Regions from separate parts of the Muntiacus reevesi genome. Here region 2 is linked to region 1. Evidence: chromatin contacts called from public Hi-C data. All regions are on one chromosome and are shown on one strand. The core of a region is the stretch at or near the end of the contact, and the rest is flanking DNA. Distances in the headings are between cores, read along the strand shown.

What was found. Hi-C and Micro-C count contacts between places; a contact is called where the count stands out from the background.
Region 2: a contact with region 1 is called in a Hi-C map of blood, with 2.6 times the contacts expected there. The contact joins the promoter of PPM1B here to the promoter of PREPL in region 1. A contact is called at or near these places in 2 of 3 Hi-C or Micro-C datasets (blood and muscle).

Annotation. Positions count from the first base shown.
Region 1 is chr3:76,084,838-76,087,537 of mMunRee1.1, reverse strand. It overlaps PREPL (prolyl endopeptidase like), which reads right to left and starts at 1,392. Exons shown (of 15, transcript XM_065929351.1): 1 at 1,102-1,392. It overlaps CAMKMT (calmodulin-lysine N-methyltransferase), which reads left to right and starts at 1,631. Exons shown (of 10, transcript XM_065927376.1): 1 at 1,631-1,868. The coding sequence starts at 1,731.
Region 2 is chr3:76,264,651-76,267,350 of mMunRee1.1, reverse strand. It overlaps PPM1B (protein phosphatase, Mg2+/Mn2+ dependent 1B), which reads left to right and starts at 1,306. Exons shown (of 7, transcript XM_065929358.1): 1 at 1,306-1,736.

The DNA.
Region 1 (2,700 bases), core at 143-2,642:
AGACTAATTACAGAATAAAGGTAAAGCAGGGATTAGTATTTATTGAGTGTTTCCTACATGCCAGATGCTGTTATATTCTTGATCTAATTTAAACTTCATAGAAACCTGATAGAGTAGCTCTTATGTTGATCTTACAGGTGAGCGAACTGTGGCTTAGGGAAGTTTAAGCAACTACCCCAGGTCACCTTGACAGAAAGTGATAGAGGAATGTCTATCTGCAAATAAAAACAACTGGACTTTGATGTTAAAAAGGGAATTAGCTCTTTAGTTGCAAAAAACACTTCAGGATGCACACAAGAAATGTGATGCCATCCGTCTTCTGTTGGAAAGCCCTTTCTTTTTAACCTATATAGCAAGGTAAGTAAAGCTAGTGAGTAGTGAAGTCAGAGAAACCTGGGTTCAGGTCTTCACTCCTGCACTTACCACCTGTGCTTAGTTTAGTCATGTGCAAAACAGAGATAATGACCCCACTAACTATGGAGTAGTTCTAAGAATGAAACAATAATTTATGTTTAACTCTTAATAAAGTGCCTGGAACACAGTAACCACTCGGTAACCGTTGGCTACTATTTTTGGGATAGGAAATATCTAGATATGTTGCACACTGTTGAATGTCATCATGAAAGTCTTCCACAAAATGTTTCTGGGTAGCAAAGGGAAAATACTGCGTCAGCTTTACCACAGCTCGGATCCGCTACGAAGCAGCAAAATAAAGGAGAGTTGAAATAGGGAATGAAAAAAAAAAAAAAGAAAGAAATAGGGAATGAGCAGCCGATACCAGCAAAACCAAATAAATTAAATAAAGTGTGAGAAAATAAAAGGCTCCAAATTACTACATCCTTGCCGGCAGCCTCCATCCACCCATCTTCCACCCGCAGGGAGAAGACAGCAGGTTAACGATGGGGGTAGGGCAGACACACGGGTGTTCCTGGGAGAACCTATTCGTTTTCCCTGTGCATCCGAGGCAGAGAGTGGTATCATGTGTCACTCAGTTAAGTGACATCAGTCAAAAAGCTAGGACTAAAGGACTGAGGGATGGCTGGATGGGGAGAGGAAGGGGTGAAGGGACGAGACCCCCGGCCTACGCCCCCCAATACGTACGCAAATTGAAAGTCAGCCTGGCTCTAGATACCGAAACGAGTAAAGGCACGCCCAGAGGACCCGAAGCTCTCAGGAAGGAGTGCAGCTGTCACCTCGATCGCGTCCTGCCGAAGTCTGCGTTCTGCAGCTAGCAGAACCACTGCCTACCCAGTGTCGCCGAGAGCTAGTTTGCAGCACGTGTTCTACGTAACCCCCAACTAGCACGAGCTCTAAGCAGATTCCACCATCTTTATTGTGGTCAGGAATGGATTTTTTTTTCTCCTTCTGAGATCATTATTGCTCAAAATACAAATCTTTTGCATCTTTGTTAGTCTTCAGAACTCGAGATGAAACAGGAGAGAGGAGAACAAAACAGGGCAGGGTGGCGCTAGATTTGCCACAGTTCTCGCACCCGCTGGTCTGCCCTCACTCAAGATGGCCACCAGCAAAATGGTGCAGTGGCGACAGTCGCGCTGCCCCGGTTGCTAAGGGGACGCGACTACCGGAAATGCGGCATTCGGGGAGGGCTCGGGAGCTAGGGCAGCGGGAGGGAGGCCTGGCATCACAGGTCCTGACTGGGAAGAAGCAGTCAGGTCCTGGCAGGGGAGAGCTGTGGCGGCGGGATCTCGGGTATAACAGCCTCTAGCGGGATGGAATCTCAAGTCTCTGACGCCGCCGCCGGCCAAGCAGAGCAGACGGCAGGCGAGGGCCAGACAGACAGCGGCCCCGCTCCGGGACCCGCAGCCTCGGCGCCCTTGGGTGCCGCCCGGTGGAAGCTCCTGCGGCAGGTAAGGGAGAGCCCTCTTAATTCACTGTTGCCTCTGGCCACTCCCCTCGCAAGCAATCGGTAGCTCCTCTACCCTTGGAAGCTCGGGGAGTTCCCTCACAATTTTACCCGGAGCCGCCTGAGGAGCGCCCCCTTGGTTCACCTACGGGTCCCACCAAAAAGGGAGGCATCAGGTGACATCGGTAGAGAGGGGGCAGCCAAAGCTGAGTCCTGGGAAACTTCCGATAGAAGTAGAAGATTCCTTCCTAGACATTAGTCTGCATCTGGGGGACTTTTCTTCTTGCCCGCCAGTAGGGTTGGTGAAACCGCCGCTCCGCAGCCCACACTGCTCTTTTCTGCTTCTGTTTTACTTTCTTCCCCTGGTTTCTTCTCCTTGCTTCTTAACTCCTAGCCTGTTTCTAGCCCCAAATCTGGCCCCTCTCTTGGTGATCAGCGTGGTTGACTGTGTAGGGACTGTGACGTTGCACGTGTTGCTTGGGTCTCTTCCGTGGAGCTGAGAGCCGAGGGAGTTGTAAAAGCTGCCCCCGCCCACCCCTTCTCTTTCACGCGATAGTTACTTGTTTATCTTGTAGTTTGAAGTGATCAGTGGAATCCTTGGCGTCTCTGGTGCTGTTTACTGGCGGTTATCTTTTAGCACTTCGAAGATGCCGCTGTTGCTGGTAACTTCAGTGGTGTGCCAGTTTGAACATTTTCTTATTTGACATCACTGACACTCTTTGCCAAAGTGCTTGAAGTGAACTCTGTTGTTGCTATCTCAATGTTATACTTCTGCCTGGGGTTTCCTGCTGAAACCTTTATTCAGTAGGACACTTTGCATTTCTGATTTGTGTTTT
Region 2 (2,700 bases), core at 57-2,556, 180 kb before region 1:
CTTCACTTTCCCTTTTCACTTTCATGCATTGGAGAAGGAAATGGCAACCCACTCCAGTGTTCTTGCCTGGAGAATCCCAGGGACGGGGTGGGGGGCTGGTGGGCTGCCGTCTATGGGGTCGCACAGAGTCGGACACGACTGAAGCGACTTAGCAGCAGTAGCAGCAGCAACAGCACAGAATCCTTCCGAAGAAATCACCTGTCTCATTTTCTTACATCGCTTTTTGGCCTCTCCAGACACCCCAATTTCCCGCTAACTCCTTCTCTTCCCTTATGGTGACAGGTCAGGCAGGTATTCCAGTGCAGCTGCTCTGATTGGTCGGCGATGATTTCATTGTTAGGGAACATCCGGGCCTTTCTCCTCCCCGCACCACCTCCCCCAGAGCCCTGCCTTCTGAGATTCCCTCTCCCGCGTGCGCCCCACCCGCTGGCTAAAGCAAAACAACCGCCTCTCCTTGGATCGCTTCTTCTGCGCCATCCTTCTCGTCTCTACGTTTAAGAGAGGCGTTTATATCTTCCAATGAGGGCCTAGTAGGACTTTGTTTGCCAATCAGCAGCGAACCCCCTGCAATTCCGGGTGGGACTAGGCCTCCACACCTATAATTGGACAGCCCATTGGCTCCTTTATGGCGTTGGGTTTTACGCAAGGCTTAGAGGTCAAAAATAAAGGGGCACGGTCCTCGCAGAACGAAAAGGCTCCACACAGACTCTCTGGGTTTGACCGTTTTGGAGGACTAGCCAATCGCTTTTCGAATACTTCCCCGCCTTTTGCGCGTTTATTTAAAAAAAGCCGGTGTGACGGACTTGGAAATTGTTTCGTGACAGACATGTAAAGAAAGCCAATGATTGAAAGTTCGGGCCACCACTTGGGCCAATAAGAAAAGTGAATCGCTAGGGTCTGGGCTCTGAGAGGCAGAGCGCAGGTGGGCGTTACTTGATTGACGACGGTCTCTACTTATGGCTGTTAGCGTGGGTTGGTCCTGACGTCTGGGAGGCATAGCAGAGGCGGGGCTGAATGAAGTAAAGGGTAATGAAGGGTTGGGTCTCACTCAGTGGGCGGTGTTTGATGGATAGCTGACCTTGCCAATTGAAGATGGTCACTTGTGTCCAATGGGAAATTAAGAACCCAGGGGCGGGGCCTTGTGGGCGGGGAAAACTAAGGACGGAGGTACTGGGGCTGCCGGACTGGGAGGGCGGTGATTGACGGGCCGGCCAGCCAACCGGCTTCAGTGAGAGGCCGCGCGGCGTCCCAATGGGTGGGAACGGGGGCGGGGCTCTTCGAGGGGCGGGGAAGGACAGGGTGCGGGGAGGGGGTTGCAGAAGGAGCGGAGCGGCTGCTGCTCAATGGCGGAAAAGCCGCCGGTGCTCTGACCGCCTCGTCCCCCTAGCAGTTGCGGGGGAGTTTCCTGCCGGCGCGGCTGGAGTCTCTGTTTCTCAGGGTTTGGTGGCTGGAAGATGCTCCAGAGAGACGAGGCTGCGGCGGAGGAGGTGGCGGCGGCCGAATCGGCAGCGGCGCTAGGGTGGAGAGAAGGCGGCAGCGGCGGCGGCGGCGGCGTGCGGGGCCCGAGGGTGTAAACAGCCCCGGAGGCGGCGGAGGCGGTGGCCGAGACCCCGAGCGGGAAGCGGCGGCTGAGGCAGGGTTGCGCCTCCGTTGGAAGCCTGGGCTGAGTGCAGCAGGGGGGCTCTGCGGCGGTCGCGAGCGGACGCCCTAGACCTCGCCTCTCTCCCTCGCCCCAGGTAAGGCCGCTGAGCGACCCGCCGAAGGGGAAAGGGCTCGCGGACACCTCGGAGGCCCCGGACCGTTTTCGGGGTGCCGCCGAGCCTCGGCTGGGATCTCTGCCCACCTAATTTTCGTCTCTTTCCTTGGGCCGCGGAGCCCGGGGGAGCGGTACGCCGGGCCTGGCTCCTGGCTAGGCCCCTTCCCCAGCCGCCGCCTCCGCGCTCGTCCGAGGCTGGGAGAGGCTCGGGGCCGGGAATTTTAGTTTGCTTCAACGTCTGAAAGTAAACTGCTTGTTCCTGTTCTCTGCGAGCATCTCTATCATCTGAAAGCAGTGAGGCTACTCCAGGCCTTAACTCGTTCCTTCCTGGTGCATGCCTATATGAAAACACTACCTTTTCCCATTTGTTTCCTCATTAGCTTCTGCCCTTTGCGCTCCACTTCACTTCCTTGTTAAATCTTCTTTCTCGCTCTTCTGTCTTCTGCGTCTCACCACCTCCTTTCCTTAGTGACTTTAAGTCGTTTCTCTTTCTCTTCTCAGCCGACTCCGGGCTTCCTTCCCTGCTTTGCCCAGCAGTCCTTTTCTGATGTCTATCTTTTTACCAGTGAAGCTACCTACTATCGTCAGTATTCCATATCTACCAGAGGCCCATTAATAATAGACTCAACAGTTTTAAGCGGCAGATCAGTTTTTTAATTAACCGAGCCTAACATCCTTTTTAAAAATTGTGTTTTTAAATACACAGTGTGGAAATAGCCCTGAGGTTCTTTTAAAAATGAAGAGCTCAGTGAGTTTTGGAAGTAGTATTTCATTTTTCAAGTTGCATGACCTCCAATGTCAGATAGCTCTAGAACATTTGCCCATTTTAAGCGTTTAATAGCGTTTAATAGCGACTCACATTCATCAGTATTCAAGTTGGCTTAAAAACAACTTGGAAACTTTAGAAAGAAGACATAACAACAACTAGGAAGCTGTTTTGATGA